Linked DNA regions of Anas platyrhynchos: region 2 is linked to region 1. The links are chromatin contacts, called in public Hi-C maps. All regions are on one chromosome and are shown on one strand. Each heading gives the region's core, a stretch centred on a gene start, on an enhancer-like site or on the middle of the called end of the contact. The rest is flanking DNA. Distances are from core to core; before and after follow the strand shown. Region 1 overlaps ERC2 (ELKS/RAB6-interacting/CAST family member 2). Region 2 holds the start of ERC2 (ELKS/RAB6-interacting/CAST family member 2).

Region 1 (6,847 bases), core at 3,781-6,280:
GAATGAGTATCCCTATGAACATATCCTCCCCTAATCCCCAGTTTTTCTACTGTAGGTTTAGAGAGGATTTGTTTTATACTGTACAATAGGAGGTGACTATATGGAATCAATACACATCATCCAGAACTCTCTACGCAGCCTGCTCAGTTTCTATCAATAATTTAATAAAAATATGGGCTCTTTCAACTATTTTCTTTTTAAGAAATGATATAATCTTGTATCTTTCTACTTTTTTAATTCATGCTCAGATCCATGTTTATCTGGGTTGTTTTATCTTACTCATGGGCAGCACAGATGAGATGGAGCATATTAACCACTTGAAATTCCTTTACAGCTCTCTATTCTGCCTATTTATATCCGATTCCTCCCCTTTCTTCCCTTGTCCATGTTTTCTCTATACATTTGCCACAAAATGTCACTCATACCTGTTTTATTTTCCTTAATACAGATTTTCCAGTTGCAGCTTTCCTTTGGCTCTAGCATTTTCCAAGTAGTGTTATAACCAGAGTAGGACACATGGTAGCAAAACCTTGGGCAAGATTATCTGTTTCTGGGGGCAGAGGGGCTACTTCCAAGTTCACACTGACAAGATGACTATTATAAAAATTAAAAAAAAAAAAAAATCCAAAACCAACGTAAGCAGAACAAACAATTTTCCATTATCATGGAATTGATATATATATATAGCCATATTGGAGGCTATTTAAATGTACAATAAATGTTACCTCTGACAGGCAGAATATACCACATAATGCATCCCAGTGTATGTAGAAAGTCTTGCACGGTCTGAAGGATGAAAACACATATTATTTAATAATGAAAGAAATATGACTAAATTCACTTTGGAAAAGCCCAAAGTGATGGGATGCATCGTCATTGCTTTGCAGTGCACTACCGTAGACATGTAACAATATCGCAGCACGGGGACTTAAAACCACACCTGTTTCAGAGCATAACCTTTAGAGGGAGAAACTCCACTGAGACCATTAGGCTGAAAGCAAAGACAGAGTCTTCTCTACTGTACAACACATGCTTTTAACTTAATTTCTGAGATAAAACAAAATAACTGTTTAAAAGTGAACTAAACTTTATGACCGAATGCACTTAACCTACCAAATTTCATTAGAAGAATATTTGATTTCAATAGTTTCACAATCCTTCACTGAATTTGATTTGTGCTGTTGCAAAGATATTCAAGTTTTAATGTTTCTACTGCAGGTGTCCGAGGTGTGCACTGAATCCTTATTTAGTGAAAGAGGTGTGCCCTTGCAAAACAGTACTTGAAGAAAAGAGAAAATGTTTTTCCTCTCACTGAAGAATTACAGTGAATGTTTTGTGAGTTCCATTTTACAACACTGATAACTTCTAATTCCAACTTTTATAAAAGACTGAAAATCAACTAGCAAACTCATAATGCAGTTATTTAACATCTCTCAAAAGCCAGATTACCTACGTTTAATTAAAAGTGTTTTCAGCACCACTTTCAATCACATTTTTATATTGTTTAGCAATAGTAAATTATTCCTAGATCAGACATCACTCAGACTCCAAGTTAGAATTTTAGGGGAGCTCTATGAAAAAGAAACACACTTTTTTTCAGCACAAATGACTTGCATAATAAACTGACAAAATAAAGACACTATTGAAAATATAAATGAAAATAATCAAAGGTAAGTTTCTATATAAGGGTTAAGGGATATACAGTCCTATATAATGGCTGAGACAAAGCTTAATACTGCTGCTGCATAGGTATCTGCTGATCCTTAAGTGCAAGGGAGCTGGAAGTCAACTGAAATTTCAAGCATTCTTCTTCCCCTTAACAGCCCCATAGCCTATACAGTGATAAAAAGAAGAGCACTGACAATGAAAGATGAGCACATTAGCCCTTTTCCCCACATTGCGGACTAGTTTTTATAATATGATGTCTTCTTTTAGCTCAGCTGCCAGCATCCCTTAGCATTCTCAATTCAAATCCATAAAAGCTGATTCCAAGCCCTCCATTTGAAATTCCTTCTATAATAACTGAGAGAATCACCACTCTACAAAGTGAATCTCACAGCATGTTCCCGGTGGCAGAAGTAACATGCTTCACTGTTCTGGAACAGAATCATATGCATTGATTGAAATATTATAAATATTAACTGTTCTTTGCAATCAACTGCTGGAAGCAATAACAACCCTGCAGCAGGTTACTGGACTCACAGACACATATCTCATTGTCCTTAATATCTGGACTGAGTTGGATTCTAGAAAATGATGAACTGTAGTTCTCAAATGTAGCACCACCTAACCACACTAAGAATTGGATGCAGTCTGGTTCTGATATACTCTGACACTGTGCAGATGGGATCACAAACAGCAGCAAAGGGTTAATCACAGGGTAACTACTATCCATTACACCACATGCTACAGCTCCTATCATTTCCTTCTCTATCTGTAAAGAAGTAAATGCATTTATGCCACCTTCCAGCAGATGTACAGCTATGGGGATGCTCCTTGAAGTACAAAACTGTGACAGAAATCTCTAGATTAAAGCATTATGCTACTGAGATGACCAAAAAGCCTATCCAAAGGAAGTTTTAGAGGACATAATCTACCATGAGTGAGAACTTGCATCAGTCACTACAAATCAAAAATAAGTCTGCATCTTAAATTATTTAACATGGTGCCAGGGAACTTTCTGAAGGAAACTGCAGATTTTCTTCAACTGAAAAATAATTTAAAAAAAAGTGTTCCTTTAATTCTGTTAGTATTGTCTAATTCTCTTTACAGTCAGAATTTTATTAGCCCAAGAAGGCAAGCTTGTACATATTCCTAATTTTAAAACCGAAACAACAGAAGAGTTAGACAACTAAACAATCCAATTAGGTGGCACGTTTTATTAGAGATGCACAGAAAAAACAATGTTAAAAAAGTGACATTGTTCTTTTGTGCTTTGGAGTAGACTGATCTATATTTGCCACCTGTGGATCAAGCTGCTGCTGAAACCATCAAAAAGACTGATGATCACAGGCTGATTTACTTATTTCCAATTGGATCTACAGAGAAAAGATAAAGTTGCTGGAAACAAGAGTAAGCTGTGTTATGCACATTTGTTAGGTGTTTCTACATAAGAAAAAATGAATTAGGACCTGTTCTTCAGGAATGATGCCACTTAGTGGTATGGAACTGTCAGCTAATAAGGGTGAGGTGCAAAAATCAGAACAGCCAGTATGTTGAAAGAAAAGGGCTCGGCATGAAAAAACATGATTAAAAAATTGAGGAAAGAGAACAGAAGTTATAGAAGTCAAAATAAAATGGAATGTAAAAGGCGTTACACTGCCTTTTATCTCTAACAGGAACACCTGCCAGAATGTTGGCAGTGAAAACTGCATTGAAGGCTTTATTATTTTTTTTTGCTCTATCTGATCAATTCCTGTAGCTGCTAGAGATGTTAAATGATCACAGAAGGGAACAGAGGAAGTCAATGAAACACTGTCCTTTTGTAAAGCCTTAAATCATTACCTCTGACAAAACTGGATGTAATTCTACAATTCTTTCACTTCTCTTCCTGCTTCAGTCCCTCTGCATTATCATTATTTACCCTACTCCAATAAAAATAAAAAATAATTTTAAAAAGATTACAATTTTAAAACACTAGTTTTATTTACATGGTGCTGGCCTCATTCACATCTCCATTGGTGAACCAAAGAACTGCAGCTCAAAGGCTTATTTCACACAGTTTTTATAACGCTATTCATATTTCAAAATTCAGTGGAATAACAAACCACTTGCTACCACCTCCAACAAAAATTGCACCTTCTTAGTACTCAGGCCCTATTAAAGGTACCCCATGAATTTTTTTCTTCTCTCCAAACTGTCTTCTTACAGAAATAATTTGAGCGGCTTCCATGATTTATCTGTCACACAGACTCTCTAATGCTCCCAACTGCATTGGTAACTCAAGTTCAGTTTTGGAAATTGATTTGTCTGCTCCGAGAAAGCAAAGTCTCAGCCACTTACACTCAAACTCTAGGAAAAAAGTCTCAATAAAAAAAAGTGTACCTCCAAATAGCACTCTCATTTCTCCTGCCAGAACTCTTAGTAACACATTATACATTTTAGCTTGATAAACACTCTAGAAGAGCCTATAGCAATCCTAAGTATTACCAATACCCAATATGAATCATATCTAGGTATGATGATGTGAATGACCACTCAAATTTCCTATTTGTTCTAAAAACTGTTCATTAAAATGAATACTCACTTAAAAATCAAATTCCAGGCAATGCACTTTTTAAGCACTTTTTAAAAGAATTATTACTGATTACATATAAAAGTAAACAGTGACCATTCCAAAAAACATACCTTCTCTCTGTAAGCATGCACATGTATATATGAAAATTGTTAGTCCTCAAAAAACATGAACATGCATTTATGTTAGCTGCACTCCTTTCCATCTCCCAGGCTACTGAAGTCCTAGAAACTGCCTATATGCTATAGTGTAATCTATTCAGATTTCTTGTATTTGCATGGGGAAGAACTGCAAGTCATTTCCAAGACAAAATAAAAGGATAGCCACATAGCCCACTGGTCAAAAAAATTCCCTTAGAAAGAGTAACATGAGGTGCTGTCACCGCTGTAGGGCTCTGCTGGTTCTCTTCAATAGCAAAGAAAAAGAAAAACAATCCTCTTAAAGAAAACAAATATTTTTACGGCTTTCACACCCACATCAAGTTCATGCTTTGTCTATGAGCTTACAGCTCGCTTTAGACCTTTTTCCCCTATAAATAAAAACTGTCAAATACAATAATAAAATGATCAATGAAGATTCTTCCAAGCAATTATTCCTCTGATTAATCCGCATTCTATTTTTCACAAGAAACAAGGGAGGAGGTGGGGAAGACATAGCAGAAAACCTTACATTTGTGCTGTCCTAAATACTAATTAGTTGATAGTTTTCTTGCTTTAAGACCTTCGCCTCCACACCTCTTCCCCTTCAGTGCCACAGGCAGTTTAACTGAGCTAGACCATAGAAGATTAATTCCAGGAATGCTGAAATGTAAAATATCCTGACCTCCTTGGAGAGTGACAGCATGTGTTTACCTGCCAAGTGAAAAGCCTTCAGCCAGCTGCTTTCTTTATTGTCCTGGTTTCAGTTAGAACAAAATTAATTTTCTTCCTAGTAGCTGGTGGAATGCTGTGTTTTGGCTTAGGATGAGAAGAGTGCTGATAACACCCTGATGTTTTAATTGTTGCAGAGCAGTGCTTATACCAAGCCAAGGACATTTCAGCCTTTTGCTCTGTCCTGCCAACAGGCAGGCTGGGGGTGCAGTAAGAGCTGGGAGGGGACAGACCCAGGACAGGTGACCCAAACTAGCCAAAGGGGTATTCCATACCATCTGACGTCATGCTAAACAATATATAGGGGTGGCTAGCTGGGGGGAGGGGGCCGGACTGCTCGGGGTTAGGCTGAGCATAGGTCAGCGGGTGGTAAGCAATTGCATTGTGCATCACTTGTTTGTACATATTATTAGTGGTAGTACTATTCTCATCATTGTATTGTTATTATTATTATTATTATTATTATTATTATTATTATTATTATTATTATTATTATTATTATTCTCCTGTCTTATTAAACTGTCTTTATCTCAACTTACGGGCTTCACTTTCCATTTCTCTCCCCCGTCCCAGAGAGGGAGGGGGGAGGGTGAGCGAACGGCTGCATGGTGTTTAGCTGCCGACCGGGTTAAACCACGACATTTATTCTTAATTATCGCTAAATAGAATAAAGGAGAAAATTGCTCCAGACATTTCAGGAAAGAAAGAAAAAATGATTCATTTGATATTTGGTAATCAAACGGATATTAAATTAATATTTTTTCTGTAGAATCTTTTATCACCTGTTTTCCTTTTAATATAAAAAAAATCAATAGTCTGTAAAGAAAAAGCAACAATCATTATAACCTTAGGAAAACAAGCTGACAATTTTTCACTTGCGCAGTCTGACATAATAATACCCAAGACATCTCTTGAATTTGGTGTGTGGTGCTCTGCACTCATAGCTGCTGCAGGGAAAGGTGACTCCGTCCCAGACAGACCCAACATACAGCGTTAAAACTTGGATCTCTGTTCAGCTAAATTCATTAAGTCTAACCTAGAATTTAAGAATAAACCACCATAATCTTTTGTGGCTTCATTTATGTATTCTTCTACATCAAATCCATTTTTAAAAGGTTGCTGAGAATGAAATGGTGCTGGAAGCGGCCCCAGTGACCGAAGTTTGATAGCTACATACCTACCTACCAAAGAAAGCATGTATAGTTTTCATTGGGTTAGAATTTGATTTTATGAGATTAAATATCAGAAGGCTATGTTATTACTGATGCACAGATATATTTCTCCTGGACCCCAAACCTAATTCACTGCCAGCATCTGACAAAACTATTCAAAAAATAAATCAATGCACTGTTGCTAGCTATAAATATTACCCAAATATAACATAGTTTAAACAGGCAGCGTTCACATCTTTTTCAGTAGAAGTAGTGTGAATATTTGCAATAGCTTGAGGCAATTAGACTGTTCAGAACACTGATGTTTTTGCTGGCATAAGACATTTGGGTTTTTGCTCCTGATTTGGAAGCAGAAGAATTCTATATTTACATGACATAAAAAAAAGAAACAAAGTGTGCTTATTTATAAAGTTGCAGAAAGAGAAGGCATTTGTAGTCTTTGTTTTTAAATTTAACAGTTCCTCTGAACAGGATATTGTTTCTTGATTCGAAGTCATAAAATAAATGTGAGCCACTTCTGGTGCTTTATATCTGTTACCTTGGATTTTGTTACCTTGGAAAGTGTTTTGTCA
Region 2 (6,133 bases), core at 1,132-3,631, 59 kb after region 1:
TCTTGCTGGAGATGCAGCACACAGCTTCTCCCACTAATCCTTCTGAAGAAGGAAATGATGTTCCCTTTGCTCACAGGACCAAAAGTCACTCCTGTGTTTTCCTCAGTTTCCCCTAGAAGAGGAATAGCTACCTCACCTTGACACTGCTGAATAATGTTTTATATAGGGCTTCCAAACTAAAATAATGGTAATAGAAAGATTTCTCTAAAGTACTTAGATTTGGAAAGACTACACACACCTTAGTACAGTCACTTCACAGGAAGCCAAGGTTTACAAGTTCCTCACACTAAGAAAAACAAACCTTTTCACCACATACACATATTCCTTAAGAAAACCATAGGCACTTACCATTACACATTCCCCACGTGCAAAAACAGATCCTAAAAAAGCCTCTTGTCTCCTTCAGACACAGAGAACTAAGAAATCAGGACAAGCACCCTCAAGTGGATGAGACCGTGAGGGGATGGGAACTACAAAAGCCTTCGCCCTTCCCCAGGGCAGGCGAAGAAAACCCCAGCTCGCTAGGGCAGCTGCCAGGCCCCGCGAACCGACCGCAGCGGTGGGGCGCTGAGGGGATCTGGCGCGCGGCGACCGCCCGGCCTCCGCCCTCTGGAAGGGGCGCTGCCTGCAGCCCCGTTCGGGGTGCTGGGGAGAGCCGAGCCCGCCCTTCTCCTCCTTCTCTGTCTCCTTCTCACAGGCGGCTGGCAAGGCAGTGAGGGTCGTTCCGCACCGAGGTAGACAGAGCCTCACCCCCGGCAGCGAGATCGCCACAGGGACGCGTTGGAGGCGGGCGGCGGGTCGCTGCGCTGTCACAGCTGGGAAGGTGGCCGGGCTCCTTCCCTCCCTGCCTGCCTGCCTGACAGGAGGGGACCCCAGCGGCGTCCCCTTGCCCCTCGGGCTGCGGGAGGGCTCCCCGTCGGCAGGGGATGGAGGCAGCGCCCAGCCCCTGAGGCAGAAACAGTGCGGGCATGGCCGCTGCCCTCAGGGCAGGGCGGCAGGAGGTCGGCAGGGCCGGGCAGAGGCGGAGAGGATATTTGCCGTCCTCGATGTCGCCACAGGGAAGGCAAGTGGCAGCGCAGAAGCCACGGAACGAACGGGGGGAACCTTCCCCGCCCTTGGAAAGAGGGAGCAGGAGAAGGGCCTGAAGAGGCCGGGGTGTGAGGCGGCCTCCCTGCGTATACACACGGGGGATATGAGAGGCAGAAAAAAAAACACCCAAATCCTAAACAAATAGTTAAGTGACACCCCTGATTTAAAAAGCCAACCAGCAAACTAACCCTGACAAGTGAGCTTTTCCCTCCTCTTCGCTGCACTTATTGGCCGGGCTTATTTGCAGCGAGCTTGTGTCTGCCAACGCAAGTGGCCGGCTGCAGTGTCCATCAAGGGGGAAATGATCAGCTCGCCGCTAAGGGAGTACATTCCCATCCATCATCACGGGGCTTAGCAGGTAGCTGCCTAGAAATCAATCACACACTAATAAAAATATATATTATTTCTCCTCCGTATTACTAAATAGCGCTCTCAGCAAGATATAGATGCGTCCTTGATGAATGTATACATGGATTTTATCGTTTGCATCACTCTTGTCCTACCTAAAATAATCTTAAAAAATAAAAATCACACAGCATCCTAAATGAGCAAACCCATTAAGTATTCATTAATTATATAACTACAAAATACTATCCTGCTAATTTCTGGTTTCCCTTCGCAAGACTCTGAAAGGGAACAGAAATATCTTTTTTCCTAACACAATTTTTAAAACATCATCCAGTTTCTAGGTATAAAGCGAAAAATTTCTGAAGCTCATCAATTATATTCTAGAAGAGTTTAACAACGATAGTAATATTTTTAAAGATTGGGCACAGAAAAGGAGACTCCTATGGCTGCTTTAAGGAGAAATTGCAAGAAAGGTTTCTGGCTGACAATTCTGTAGGGAGAGGCACTCTTACCAGGAGATGTGGACTTGGTCCCATTTATCACAGTGTATTTCTAAGGCAATATAAAAAACCTCTTCTGCAATTTCATTTTCAGTTTCAACCATCAGACAATTGTAGAAAGCAATATATAGCAAATTCCTTAATCGCAACAGATTCACAGCAGTGCATGATAACCGCCTAAGCCTCTCACCTTTCAAATCATTGCATCTGTCTTTTCATCCTCACATGGATTTTACATCACGTTTAGCTGACATCTCGTTTGCTGGGAGGAAGGAGGCAGCAGTAGAGCCGGAGAAGCCGAACACCTACAAGGCGAGGAAGAGAGGGAACCTGCTGTAGTCGGGGGAGGCTTGTGCGCTCCTGTCCCTCGTCTTTCTGTCCCCCGGCGAGTCTCCCTGTCAGCTGCGAGCCTGGCTGCCTGTTTTGCCAGACCCTGACTCAACATTCCCAGCATTCCCGAGGAGCTGGGGCTTCAGCAGCGCTGAGCAGCCTGCCGCTGGGGGCAGCAGCAAGCTCTGCCAGCAGCTGGGGCTCTGCCAGTTGCAGATCACGTACTGCAAGCCGGTGGCTTTCTCCGAGGATTTGTCCCTGCCCGTTCACTGCACACCCTTGGGTTCCAGTCCGCACCCTATAGATGTCTGAAAGTGTGTTACTCATTGTGAAACAGCCTAAAAATACACCGGTGTCTGCGTAAAGCTGCAGAGGAAAAATGTTTTCTTGTTCACCGAAGGCTGGAAATACTCGAAGCCAGGTACTTCAGAACATGGTATGTAAAATCTGTTATATCCAGACAGATATGAAAAACCTGAATCCGTATTTTGGCTTACATCTGAAAGTAATTAAGAAGACATCCATAATAATTTCTGATAAAAAATCCATTCAAAAAATGCACAGATTAGCTGCTATATGAAGCTTGAAAGTTTTTTTTTTTCATCAGAAAACTGCAAACTACATTAAAATTACTCCTGACATTTTTAGTTTTGTATTAAGAGGAGTGAGGAAACCTTTGTAAAATCATCACTGTCTTCTTGCTGTAAGAAATTCTCTCTTTTCTCTCTTCTATTTTTCTTTCTTCTCCATTTTGTATTTTCTATGGGTTTAATTGCTCTTGATACTGTTATAATTGATCAGCCTCAGTCCTTAGTTCCAATATAGCTTCATATCTTATTCTACACAGAATTTCACAATTATATTTTATCTGCCTTTTCTTAATGTCACTGCTGCGACACTTTTTAACGAGCACTACAAATCCATGCAAATCCAAGATACTGTAATCTGTATCTTACTCTCTTGTCTACATATGGACCTATAGGCACATTAATGAGAACATTAGTGAGAAGAACAGCTTATGTGGAATTTCAATTAAAAACTATGACAAATGCAGTTGATTTCAACTGATCGTATTTAAAACTAAGAATCACTTCATCGCTGTATTTGCATTATTCAAAACTAGCTTAAATACTTTGCCATCGTGAATATTTATTCAAAGATGCAACTGTTCAAAACAATGCTAGAATCCAAATCACGGTAAAATATAGTAGCTTGTTAATCTTATTACAATATGAAGCGCATATTTTTTGTGAGCTCAAAGTACTGGGACAAACTAAAATACAAACTTCAGTTGCTTTTCAAAGCCACCTATTTACTTGAAGAAATTTCTGTTAAAATAGCTACGAAAAAAATGGACAGAAATGATGGACAGATAGAAACAGTTTTGGAGACACTTGACAAGAAGGGACATGGTTCTGTATACAAATAATTTCACTTGGTCTAAAAAGCAAACAGGAAGTATTCTTTTGTGCTCTTGAAGAGTTAGCAAGTCTGCAGCTGTAAGAAAATGGATAAACGCTATAAAATATGGGCCACCGCTCTGAACAAGTATCTGTTTTCAAAATCCATTGCTTAATTTGGATTTGGTGTGTGATAAGAATATCTTACAGAGCTGTCTCTGTATTGCTAATACAAATTCTGTCGCAGTCCTGTAGTGATGACAGGACTTTTGTTAGAAGTAGTGTCAGCTGCTGACAGTTTTTTAAACAATGTATCACCGCATCACTGTGTATATGAAAAGACAAGAAAATCAGGTTCTACTTTATGTTTTTGTGACTCACCACTAGCAAAGACTATGGGCCTTGTGATAGCCTGCAAGAGCCAAGATAATTCTAACAAAAGACCAGTAGCCTAAGATTCCCCTTTCCAAGGACTAATCATTGTGGGAAGATACCACAGAGCAACCGTAAGGTCACAACAACATTGCAATGAATTAGGCTTGCTATCATTCCATAAAGTTAGTAGTGGAATTAATAATAGACCATCTTGGAGTAGTAGACCATCTGTAGGGAGACTGGTGGTATTACTAATGCCAAAGAACAGAATATACCCAGTACAGACAAGGCCACTTGGTGAAGAGGTTAGGAAAAAAAAAATATATATATATATATATATACATATATATATATATATATGTATGTATTTTGCCAAATTGTATTGGAAGAGAGTTGATGGAGAAATGTGCAGCTCAAGTAAAAGAGGGGAGAACAGAATTTTACAGCTGTTCTATTTGTTATATTAGTAGTCTGAACATCCATGCAAACAACTTCACGGTCATTTAATCTGAACCCTTCCATGATGAGTGAACCTTACACTCCAGACAATACTGGAATCCTGACCCAAATTACAGGGTGATAACAATAGTATACACTTAAAACAGACTCTTTGCAGCTGATGAAAGTTCTCATTTCAATTTAATCATGGGAACATCTGTGTTGTTTTGGTGTCAACACAGGCAGGTGGGTGCCATTGAGCATTAAGAAAGATGAAAGCTAAATCTTGTGAATTAAAAAGCACTTTATTACTACTACTACTATTATTATTATTATAGCAGGTTCTCATACACTGACTAATAGAAATACTTTTTAGCCACCTGTTCCAGAGAAGCACTCTTGTAAAGTTTAATATCTAAACTTTATATATTTATATATAAATGTCATGTGATGCTATACCTAAGGTTTATACTTTTCAACAGTTTCTACCTTCAGATACATTTTTGGCTAGCCTATTTTTGTTTGTTTTCTGAAAAGTTTTCTGCCTTAAAAACAGCATATTGTGCTATTTACATCAGGATCCATGGAAAGCCCACTGAAATTACTGACAATTTTTATTATTTTTTATTTAAAGAAGAGTAAGTTAGGCCTTAAATAAAACACACATGAAATATGGATTTTGAAGTTTGCTATTTTCCTTGGCCTATGCTGAGCCTATACTGATTTGGGAAACAGGAAAGCGTAAAACATACTCTAATTTTTCTGTTAAGTTACTCCAAATATAACTCATTCAAAATAACATTAGAAAACATATAAATGTTACAGATTGACTTCCATTCCAGGGCCTCTCTTCATCCTTCTGACCTATCTTCTCTTTTTACCTGCGTTTATAATGCTTTAGCAGCAGCTACATCTCCCTTTCATAGTTTGATGAAAATGTATGCTGTTTAGTGCTTCATTTTATAAAAACACAAATGCAAACAGAAATGGAGCTCAGTCACTACTGCTGCGTAGTTGTCAGCACATAACAACAGGCATGTGCTTTAAAAATTGAGGAAAATGCATTTCAGCTTTATTCCATTGTGCCTGGCCCTGATGTATTCATCTGTGCTTCCCTAGTGGTAGAGTTGCTTTCAGCTTTCATTTAATATTACAAAAGTCAAGTTAAGAGCGTAATATAACATTCTACTTCTTTAACTGAAAATTAAAAGTTAGAAAAAAAATAGAGAAATAATTCTGACCTTATATTAATGTATGAAAAACTAAATTACATTCTCATAAAAAAAAAAAAAAACAGCAGGAGTAGAACCAACACAAAGACATTAAAATGATTAGAAGCATGCAAGCTTTTGAAACAGAAATACTAGATGTCAAAGGGTCAACCCATGTGTTTTGATGGTAATAAATAGAAATACATAAGATAGTACTACATTAGACTAGAAGCGGAAACAGTAATTCTGCTTACCCTATATCACAGTTAAGAGCAAGTAAATGAGAAAATAATCTATTGATAAGATTTAACTGTTTATTGAATTCATGAGAAAGTGTTCAAGTTATAAATGCATAGTACTATTATCGCTGTATTATTGCATCATATTACCAAAATATACTTTTCAAATAATATTCAATGAAAAGGATCTAACAGATATACTT

Evidence for each region. Hi-C and Micro-C count contacts between places; a contact is called where the count stands out from the background.
Region 2: a Hi-C map of F1 follicle shows a contact between it and region 1, with 1.9 times the contacts expected there. The contact joins the promoter of ERC2 here to the enhancer-like site in region 1. A contact is called at or near these places in 2 of 8 Hi-C or Micro-C datasets (F1 follicle and skeletal muscle).

What each region holds. Positions count from the first base shown.
Region 1 is chr13:22,027,506-22,034,352 of IASCAAS_PekinDuck_T2T, forward strand. All of the region lies in intron 2 of ERC2 (ELKS/RAB6-interacting/CAST family member 2), which reads right to left. Among named protein-coding and RNA genes, the nearest start is that of ERC2, 60 kb to the right of the region's middle. Within about 2 kb of position 5,031, at least 2 of the 8 cell types and tissues checked have an H3K27ac peak or open chromatin away from gene starts, as enhancers often do. A contact at or near this core is called in F1 follicle, where this site is marked.
Region 2 is chr13:22,088,794-22,094,926 of IASCAAS_PekinDuck_T2T, forward strand. It overlaps ERC2 (ELKS/RAB6-interacting/CAST family member 2), which reads right to left and starts at 2,382. Exons shown (of 18, transcript XR_011812383.1): 1 at 2,128-2,382.